2 separate regions of the Triticum aestivum genome follow, and region 1 is linked to region 2. The links are chromatin contacts, called in public Hi-C maps. All regions are on one chromosome and are shown on one strand. Each heading gives the region's core, a stretch centred on a gene start, on an enhancer-like site or on the middle of the called end of the contact. The rest is flanking DNA. Distances are from core to core; before and after follow the strand shown. Region 1 holds the start of LOC123051986 (29 kDa ribonucleoprotein A, chloroplastic). Region 2 holds the start of LOC123051985 (nitrate regulatory gene2 protein).

Evidence for each region. A called contact is a pair of places that touch in the nucleus more often than the background predicts.
Region 1: a Hi-C map of leaf shows a contact between it and region 2, with 3 times the contacts expected there. The contact joins the promoter of LOC123051986 here to the promoter of LOC123051985 in region 2. A contact is called at or near these places in 2 of 5 Hi-C or Micro-C datasets (both in leaf).

What each region holds. Positions count from the first base shown.
Region 1 is chr2D:108,974,981-108,980,382 of IWGSC CS RefSeq v2.1, forward strand. It overlaps LOC123051986 (29 kDa ribonucleoprotein A, chloroplastic), which reads right to left and starts at 3,210. Exons shown (of 4, transcript XM_044475000.1): 1 at 2,791-3,210; 2 at 2,022-2,123; 3 at 1,377-1,694; 4 at 929-1,254. The coding sequence starts at 3,138. The coding sequence ends at 1,186. LOC123051987 (exosome complex component RRP41-like) reads right to left here. Exons shown (of 7, transcript XM_044475001.1): 4 at 5,238-5,358; 5 at 4,604-4,692; 6 at 4,359-4,508; 7 at 3,608-4,279. The coding sequence ends at 4,190.
Region 2 is chr2D:108,720,804-108,726,450 of IWGSC CS RefSeq v2.1, forward strand. LOC123051985 (nitrate regulatory gene2 protein) reads right to left here and starts at 1,255. Exons shown (of 4, transcript XM_044474999.1): 1 at 1-1,255. The coding sequence starts at 923.

The DNA.
Region 1 (5,402 bases), core at 1,960-4,459, 260 kb after region 2:
CGAGCCGCTGTGGTACCAGTAGCCGCCCACCGGCCCCTGGAACGCGCCCAGCGGCGGCAGCCTGGGGCACGCCCGCGGCCCGCCACCGCCGGACCTGGTGACGAGCACGGTGGGGCAGGGCTCCCTGCAGATGCAGCACCGGCGGCTGGCGTGCTGGGGCTTGGAGCCGACGCGCATGCGGACCGCGCAGTCCGAGCAGACCTCGCGGTGGCCGCACGGCCCGATCGCCACCCACTCGAGCGGCTCCATGCACACCCCGCACTCGGACGGCTCGGAGGGCGCCGCGTCGACGTCGACGGCGTGGCGGGGATCGGCCGGGGTGGCGAGCTTGTCGCCGACGCGTTTGGCTCCGCCGACGTCGATGTCGATGACGTGGCTTGGATTGCTTGGAGAGGCGAGCTGATGGTCTGCGAGAGGCCCCGTGTGTTTGGCGCCTCCGCCGACGTCCATGTCGATGGCGTGGCCGCCGTCGACCTGAGCCATGGTCGAGTTTACTACACGATCGATGGAGAGTAGTTACGTCGCTGTACCTCTATGCCCTAGACTAGCAGAGTCTGAATTCCCATGGCGACGCTTGCTAATTGCACCCAATGTCATGTACGTACACGGCATATATAGGCTCGTGATCCGACACCCGGCTGAACTGGCTTCCGGTTCGAATTAACGTGGGGAAGAAGCGTTGATGATCGGACTAGGAAGAGGGTTAGACCATCGATCCGACTCGATCGCATCATCAGAGCTGACCGCAGTGCGCACGGGATGCAGGGACCAATGACAACGTGGATTTAAGATTTTTTGCAAAGAAGTCCAGAAATTCACGGTGGATTTATGAGTTTTTGTTTTGCAAAAAGTAGGGACTTCATCTAGAAAAAGACATTCAGAGAAACAGTAGGCATTTTAGTTTCCAGGGGGGATAGAGAGAGAGCCATACACAGCATCAACAAACATTCAGAAGGGTTTTTAATGGTATCGTACATCATCTCTGCTGCTAAGCATATAGAATGACTTTGACAAAATTTCTACTTTTTCTATCAAGAGGCGCAACGAGTTGCACGGCTGACAAAAATCTTCCGGTATACAAATTCACTTCCGAGTCTCTCTCATCAACCGCGAGAAAATAGTAGTAGAAACTACAAACTAACACTTACGGAACACATGATTAATCTCTAACCAGCGTCAGACATCTTAAAACCGCCTTTGCTCCCTCGGCTTCGACTCTGCGACGGTAACCCGGATCTGCCTGCCGTCGAGGTCCTACAGAACAAAATCATGCACTGAATTAGCATAGCTATTCAGAAAACAATGTGAAGGAACTGTACAATTCACATTAAACAATTCAAACTCGACACTGAACATAATACTATACAAGAACTTACCACGCCGTCGAGGTTCGAGATTGCATTGTTGACCTCATCAGCAGAGCCATAGGTAACGAAACCAAAGCCCCTCGACCTGCCGCTGTCACGGTCATAGATGACCTTGGCATCAAGCACCTTTCCTTGTTCGCTGAACAGGTTCTCGAGCGTTGAGTTGTCGACGCCCCAGGATAGGTTTCCGACGTAGAGCTTGTTGGCTGAATCAAAGCTGCCGCCGCCGCCGCCACCACCGCCCATGGTCCTCGGTGTTCTGGGTGCGAATTCATCTCTGGGTGGTGGTGGTCCGGAGTTAACCCTGAGGGGTCTTCCTTGGAACGTCTAATGTGAGAGATAAAAATCAATTAGTCAACAGTCTAATACTCCAACAACTGCACTACATATGCAGACTAAAACAAATAGTCCCAACAATCAGCAAAGTTCGCACTACAAGGCTTAATTATGCTGGAAATCAGATTTCATTTGTATCACTAAGCTGAACATATATGAGCATCATTTCTACATAACACTACATGAAAAACAAACACCCAACAATGTATAGAGAACTAACTTTTTCACAACAGCTTATAAAATTTATCCACAGATAGTCATTTAAACCCATTTAATGTACCAAGATAAGGTGGTTTAAAACAGATGAAGTCTTCTTACATAACCATTGAATTGCTCGACAGCGGCAGCAACTTCCTCAGCTGAACCCATTGTGACGAATCCAAATCCACGGCTCCGTCCGGTCATCCTATCGTATACAACCTGCAAGAAATGAGATACTATATCATTCTGAAAAAATAAACTATCCAAGGCTTAGCGTGCAGCTCTGCTACAATTGAGCATTGATTTGCTGTAGTAATTTACTGAAGCAATTCGAACTTAGTTCAAGCCGAGATCATTTTACAACATCTTATCTTATCCTGAAGAAAAACAACCTATACTAGTATAACAACTCCACGTCCATGCGCAGCTCTGCTACAATTGAGCATTGATTTGCTGTAGTAATTTACTGAACCAATTCGAAGTTAGTTCAAGCCAAGACCATTTTACAACATCTTATCTTATCCTGAAGAAAAACGACCTACACTAGTATAACAACTCCACGTCCATGCACAGCTCTGCTACAATTGAGCATTCATTTGTTGTAGTGATTTACGAGGCCCCTGAAGTACTGAACCAATTCGAACTTACTCTAGGCCGAAACAATTTACAGTATCTTATCTTATCCTTAAAGAAATAGTCTACACAGCAACAATTCCACATCCATCGGATAACCTGACACTACACTGAAACAAAATGTCCTGACCCTGAAGACTCTATCCCAACCATGCAATGCCGAGCAGAAGTTTACAATTATTTTTAGGAAATTAGAGTATTTAACTTAAGCCCATTACAACTTGTAGCAAGACGAGAGACTGTCAATTTATACCTCGACCATCTCGACGGAGCCGGCCTGCTCGAAGAGCCCGGCGAGCTGCGCGCTGTCGACGGTGAAGGGGAGGTTGCCGACGAAGACCTTGAGGTCCTCGGAGTACTCGGCCTCGGAGTCGCCCCCGCCCTCGCCCTCGCTCTGCTCCTCCTCGGCGTCCTCCGTCCCGAACTCGGACGACACGGCCACGGCCACGGGCAGCAGGAGCCGCCTCCGCGGCGCCAGCAGCGCCGACACGGCGCGCAGCGGGCCGCAGGCGAAGGAGGCGGAGGCGGCGGCGGGCCTGGCGGCGGAGGGGAGCGGGATGAAGTGGTGCGAGAGCGCGGTGGAGAAGAGGGTGGCCGCCATTGCAGAGGGGGATAAGACTCGCAGGGGATAAGGTTCTGCCGCTGGGGTTTGGGAGGGGTGAGTGTGGGAATGGACTGTGGAGGGGGTTTTATAGTGTACGGGGACGATGGATGGACGGCCAGCCGATGAGCCACACCAACGGCTGGATATTTCTCTGGGGAGATATTTTTCTTGGGTTGGGATGAGAGGGGGTGTGGCCCACTGGCAGTGTGAGAGGCCGGCCAAATGTTTAGCTGGAAACTAGCTGTGTTATTTTGTTGGAATTGGATGGGATAATGCAAACTTATCAAGATTTTTTTTTTAGACTTCATGATAATGCACTAGCAAGCATCGTTAGCACCGGTATTCTTGTTGAGAATGTTTCTTTTAGAGGCATTCTTGCTGAAAATAAAGCCCACTGCAACTGGAAGGTGAAGTGGTAAACAAAAGGGAAAAAAAAAAGAGGAACAGAGTAATAAATTACTCAAGGTAAACACAAAACTTTAGAGGCATTAGCTTGTTGAAAGTGGTAAAAACAAGCTGCTCGTACCAGCCGAAACAACAACGAGATGAGATACATAGCAGCAGCACAAATTTTTTAGGATCCCAGTCCCAGGCTGTCAGCCCAAAATACAGGGCAATAGCTTTGACATCATAAACAATCCATATAGGGATGCAAATTTGGAACCTAAAGGGTAACCTCCGACCCTACCTAGTTCAACTAAATGAGCTAAATTTTCAGAATTTACCCCATTTCTGAAAACTTAGTTCATTTGGTTGAACTAAGTAGGGTTGGAGGATACCCTATAGGTTCCAAATTTGCATCCCTAAATCCATTGAATGATACAAAGTTCCGAAAAGTCTCAGGTTCCAAATGCATACTAAAAGACATGACTAGCACACCTACAAGATTTTCTCTCGGCTAAACAATTCGCTCTTTTGCCAAAAGAAACAATCACCACAGCCATGTAAATTGTGCTCCTCCAAACATCAGCCCTGTCCTCCTTCCCTACAAAACCTCTACAGCTAAGGATATCTGTTGCGAATCTGAAAACATGTGTCTGCTCAAATGTCATTCGCTCGCCAAGCTCGCGGGGTCTTTCAAGCGCTCCCGCAATATCTCGCAGAGCTTGCTGCAAGCATCCATACAGAGCTCTACCGCCTGTTAATGAACATAGCAAGAAGTTAGTATAGTCGATGTTGCTTTGCCATCATCTCAGGTAATGCAGTAGATAACATACATTGGTGATTTTGCCATCAGTCCACTCCCCAGTCAGCGTAAGTTGTGTGATCTCCTTGCGGGCCGGCATGTAAGACACCATAAGGCCTCCGTCTTGCCATGCCTCCTCGTCTGAGGTTGGATCGATGATGACATTCTTCCCTAAACAGGACTGGCAGATCAAAGTTGAAACTGATCAGCTTCCAGTTTAAATATCTCTTGACATAAGTACATGTGTCATAAAGCAGACAGAATGTGAGGGCATACCACAGATACTGATGTAACAAGGTCATACATCATGATCCCAGCATCTGCCAATGCAAGACTAGCACAAGATATAATAATGGGAAGATCGCCTGAAATGAAAGAGACGGCAGTAAGGATGAAAGTAGTTGCTTCTCTTTATCAGAAAGTATGGTACTGCAGAAAGAAATGGTGGGGGATAAAGGCTTCGGTCAAATAAAATATGGAAAGAGATACAAAATGTATGTATCGGCAAATGTGATGAAATGCAGACTCAAAGTATTAACCCATTACGTATACCTAATCCCTCCGATCCGCTATACAATGTAAAATGGACATTGTATAGAGATTGCGTCAATTAATTCGGATCGGAGGGAATACCTAAATATGTTAACTTTTCCTCAAATTAGTAAATACTACAATAACACAGTACATTCATACTATGAACTTGTGAGTAATATAAATAACTTAGCTTTCTTATATTGCAAGACCAAGAACATAGTGTGTCAGTGTGACACTACGATGAGTGAGAATATGAACACAATTTATGAATAAGCACTAGAAAAATAATTTAGGAGCATTTCCTAGTTGAAAGATGCAATAGGTAACTAGTGTAATATACTGGAAACCAAAAGCAAAGTCATGAATAGTATCATACTGCCACCAGACTCAAGAACCAACGCAAAAACATCAACAGTTGTCTTCGGAAAAGTATGTAGCATTACTGCGCCTTCCAGGGCTTTGTGAAGCATTCCAGAGTACTCTTTGTTTTCCAACCCCTGAAATGAAGATGCATGCTATCAATCTTTACTTTCAAATATAT
Region 2 (5,647 bases), core at 5-2,504:
CTGTCCGATGCCTTGAGGAAATGATCGTCGAGGTCGCGAAGGATGTCGCCGAGCCTCGCCGCCGCCGGCGCTGCCATCACCACCGTCCTGCCTTTCTTGCCCTCCGGCCTCCTCGCGGCCTTCTGTGTCACCGCCCTCCGCGCCCCGGCTTCGACCATCGGCTTCTTGCCCTTGGCCACGTCCTCGGCGGCCGCGGGCGGCGCTGGCGGTGGACGCAGAGGCTGTTCCTCTGGCTCGGGGGGAGGCGGCGGCGGCGCGGGGGCCTCCGCCCGCTCGGCTGCCCACGAGGCGGCGGCGGCTGCGCTGGGTGCCAGAGTGGGTGGCGGGACGGTTATGCCGTCCGGGGACCCGAAAATGATCTCGCTCCAGGAATCCCCCTTGCGCCTCGTGTCCGGCGGCAGGGAGGGCGGGGGACGCGTGGGAGCGGGCAGCTGCGTCGGAGGCGGTGGCGGCGGTGGCGGGGGCTGGAGCTGGCCGTCGTCCTCCGGCTCCGGAGGCCGCGCGTCCTCGCCTTCGTCCTCCTCCTCCATGATGGGCGCCTCGCCGGAGGGCTTCTTCTTGATCGCCGGCGGGAGCGGCAGGTCGGGCGCGCTCATGGACCTGACGAGCGATGGGGCGTCCTCGGGCGGGCCCGGCGGGGGCGGGGGCGGCGGGAGCGCGAGCGCGGCCGCCTCGGCGCCGGAGCCCCCGGCGGAGGACAGGACCGCGGCGGCCGAGGCGGAGTGGCGCAGCGCGCCCTCGTGCGCCTCGCCGCTGGCGTAGTCGGAGAGCGCGGCGCCGACGTTCCGGAGCGCGGCCGCGTGGCCCGCGTGCGCCCCCGAGAGCGCGTGCCGCGCCTCGACGGCCGCCCGCAGCAGGTTCTTCCGCTCCCGGCACCGCTCCACGGCGCCGTCCGCGTCCTCCTTGGACTGCCCGCACCCCATGGCTGCGGCTTCCGCTCACACTCACAGGCTCACACTCCCACGGATGACGACGACGACGGCGCCGCCTGCTCTGGTTCCTTGGCGCGGGGGGTTTGCGTTTGCGTTGTACGCTTGGGCGTGACGAGGATTCTGGTCCTTTTGGGGGTGGACGGGCGGATGCTTTTGTGCTTTGGAATAAAGCTGGGGGGCTCCAAAGAGGCAGGCCTACGGTCGCCGTCGTCGCCCAGTGGGATGGCATCACAGGTGGAGGGCCACGGCGGTGGGCGACACGTTCGAGCTTCCTGCTTTTAGATTGGATCTTCCCTCCAGTACGGAGCAGCAGCACCACCGTGTGCCGCTCAATGGGCAGGTAACGCAGGAGCTGTTCTTCTCTGACCCACGCGAGCCAGTCACCGGTGACGACGGATCCTAGCTGACTGGATAAATATCAAGGAGCCACCGCCATTAACGAACGCTGTTGGACGAACTGTCACAGCTCCACTGACTATGCCACTAGGGCAAAAAAAGGTTTTCTGCAGCGTAAGTGTGACTAGGAGTACATATACATAACTTTTAAGTGTGACTAGGAATAGGTAACTTTTTTAAGTCGGTCTCTAAGGATCTCGATTTATTAAAAAGACAAGAGGGTACCCCGGTTAATTAAGTGTAGTAGAAAACTTACTTAAAGCCGTCACAACTGGCCGACCTGGACACGAAGATACAAAATTGCCGCAGAGAAACAAAGTTGAGGTCATCACCAAGCTTCATCGTCCACCTCCACGGAGCCAGCGAATCCGTCTTCATCATCTATTTTCACCAATGAAGTCCTCAAATGCCACATGCCATGTCGGCCCATGCCAAATAATCGGCCACCGGTGCAACCGTGCAGACGCCCGAACAACTTCGACTTAGAAGACAACCAAAAACAAGAGAAATGTGAAGAACTAACACCAACCAACGCCTCCCCGAAGACCACCAATCACATGTCATCTTCACAACCTACGCAGCTCTGACTCCGCGACAACATGGCGATACAAAGAAGAAACCTTTCGAGCACGCCGGAAAAAGCCAACAACCATAACCCTGCACCGCTTGCCATCCTCATCCTTGCCACAACAGAACGCCACACCACCACACCGTCGGTCGGGCACGTACCGACCACAATGTGCGAATGTGTGTTGATGGGGATGAGTATATGTGCGTGTATGTGAGCATCTGTAATTGTATCATGTTCAAAAAGGATAAAATATGGCACAAGTTACTTAAAAGAAGAAAAACAAGTGAAAACCCCTTAAATGAGGTAAGTCTTTATAGAAAAATGACAAGATGAGGCTAAAAATGAAGTTAACTCTTTGGTTTTCGTCTAAAGATCCAACTATTGTTGACAGATAGGTAGCCAAACTGTGTAGCTTGCCACGCGGAAAGAGGAGGCAAACGGCGGAAGGAAGATGAAATTAACATAAGACTCAAATGTCTTGTCCAATGGAAATAAATAATCTCATGTAGGGGTCCCACTGTTACTACATGGCTAGTCAACAAATGTCCAAGTAAGTCAACATAGTCCCAGGTGGTCAACATAACCCCAAGGTGGTCAACATAAGTTCAAACAATTATTTAATCCTGACTTGAAGAAATTCAACATATCCAACTTACCCCTTCGTCCATCCTCCCAAGCGAACATGTGACTAGTGGCCCTAACTCCTATTGGTGGCGCCGCCGATCCGCCTCGTCTCCTGTGGCCATAGGGCCATCAGGGGCGTAGTGGATACTGACCCTTGCTAGCTGGAGGGCTCCGTTTTTAGTTGTTTCTTTGAGTTTTGTTAGAGTTTGTGTCCTGCTCAGGAAGGCGGGACGACGGTGGCTCATTGAAGATGGATAAGGTTCTCCCTGCCTGGCCCCATCCCGATGGTGCATAATGACCACAAATATAGGGGATCTATCGTAGCCTTTTCGATAAGTAAGAGTGTCGAACCCAATGAAGAGAAGAAGTAATTGACAAGTAGTTTGCAACAAGGTTTCACTGTAAATGTTGTAAAGATAATTTGATAGGTTGTTTGGTAGCAAGATAATTTGTAATAAGATAAATAGTAACAAAAGTAATGTAGTGCAACAAATGGCCCAATCCTTATGTACGCTAAGGACAACCGGTTGTGTTTCTTGTAGTAGCTAAAACGCTCTTGAGGACACACGGGAATTTCGTCAAGTTACTTTCACCAAGATTCACTGAGTTACTGTTCATTTCTTTTATAATTGTTTTGCGAGTGGACCAGAGCTAAGGTATTGTACTTATTTGAACAAATACCTACTTATGATTATATCCCCCATGCAAGCATCCACGAATACAAGAGAAGTAATTACGATAAATCTAATCATAGCATTAAACACTGAGATGCAAAATAGCCCCTGGCAAAACAATTCATAAACTGGGACTTAGGCTTATATCACTTGCGCAACCCATCATATACAAACTATTTCACAATGTTTTCCCCTAGGACCAAAGATGGTGAAGTGTCATGTAGTCGACGCTCACATAACACCACTAGAGCAAGAACAACACAACATATCATCAAAACACTAATTCATATTCAACTTGACATGATTACTAGCAACAAGACTTCTCGCATGTGCTCAAGAATTAATGGATCTACTCACAATACATTATATGGATCATGATCATTGGGTATAAATAAGTGATAAACAATCTGAACATAACAATCTTCCACCAATAAATCTCCTACGCATCAACTGTGTGTAATCAACACATAGAAGTACTCCCAGCAATCAATATGAGGTTTGATACAAAGATAGAAGAGATAGATGAACTAGGCTTTGGAGATGAGATGGTGTTGGTGAAGTTGTTGATGGAGATGATGATCCCAATGATGAACGGAGTGTTGGTGATGACCATGGCTTTGATTTCACCCTCCCGTAGGGAAGTTTTCCTAGCAGAGTCACTCTGCGGAGAGCAAAAGTGATCCGCCACGGTTCTGCCTCGCAGAGGCAGTGGAAAGTCCTAAGAATTTTCTATGTTTTTCATAGTAAATAGGATTTTATGCCCAAAGGGCGTAAGGAGGGAGGCTACCAGGCCTCCACATGACCACCCCACGCAGCCAGGGGTGACCCGCGTAGCAAGGCCATGTGGGGCCTTGGTGGGTCCCCTCTGGCCCATCTTTGATCTCCGGTCTTCATATTATCCCGAAATAGTTCAGTAAAATCCCCGGTATTTTTGGAGCTCCGAAAAATTTCATTTTCTTCTGTTGTAATTTGGGTTCAGATTTCCAACTGTCTAACAATTTTCCTATCTGTTTTACCTTGCATTTTAAGAGGCAAAAGACATTATAATTGCATAATGTGAAATATATCATTAAAATAAGATAAATTATATAATAGAAAATAGTGATGCAAAATGGATGTATCAGTGCTAGCATTGTCGGAGGGCATGTGGAGGTGTGCTTCCGGCGTATCTTGCAGGATTCGGTCGGTGCTTGTCTTTCCTGGAATTGCCCGGATCCAGTTTTCATTCAGCTACGCTCGTCTACCTTAAGGTTGGGTCCTTCTGATCTACGTTTCTCTTCATCAGCAGTGGTTGTTGTTCTGGTGTGCTGGTCCTATGAGGCCTTAGCAGCTCCCGACTATCTACTATAACAAGTTTTGCCTGACTCCAGCGAGGGAGGGCGACGATGACGGTGCGCCTTCAGCTCGCTTCATTGCTTGTAGTCATCATTAGGTGTTCTACGGATTTGGATGTAATTTTATTATACTGATATGATTGAAGATGAATAGATCGGTTTTTTTTCCAAAAAAACATAAGTCCAAACAAGTTCCCATGGTCAATAAGTTAAAGAAAAGCGGAAAATAAAAGGCAAAGGTCAACAATGAAGGCAAGAAGCAAAGAAGCCCAAGGTTAAATAAGACCCAACTGTCCAAAGGCTCATTCATGCATGGATGAAGGGGAGTAGTGCACCACGGACTATGAACACCCCCACCTTTGGTCAATCTTCATGGACACATGGACCTAGACTTAGCATACTACCCACCAACCTTCCACCATCATGTGTAGCCTTGGTGATTTGTCAAGGCATCCTCCACTTTATAGGGCCCCCACGGTCATGAACTTTCATTCACTCTCACTTGAATAAACTCAAAACAAGCCTGGAGAGTCACACATGATATATATCGACTATGACCAGGAGTTCAAGAGATGGTTCTAAGGAGTCACACACAACTCAGGGCATGTGGCCGTCTAACCCCACCAAAGGCCTCACATGAAAACTTTGCAACTCGTCGGGAGCCCAAATGTGCCATCTAAGGCTGCTAAAACTAGATTGTTGAGTACCATGTACTTAGATGTACTTATATCCCATACGCGGATTGCATGGTGTAGTTTTTGGATTAAGAGAATTTAGTACAAAACCGTATCATCGAAATAAGAAGCAAAAGACAAAAAACTGTTGCTCCCAGAAAATATTAGATATAATTTTTTGGTGCCAATTTAAATTGAGTGTGTTTTCTTACTTTTTTAGAATTGTATGCGGTGAGGGTGATCATATAATTGAATACATGAAGTAGATGCCATAATGCAATGGCGGTACATGAATATGTATATTCTATTTGGCAATTCCATTTTTGTGAATCGAGAGCTTTTATTGCTTAACTTGCAGGATTACAATCCTCCTGCATAAAAAAACTTGCAAGGTTACAATCATGCGTGACTCTGGTACACTTATGCAGAAAAAACATAATTG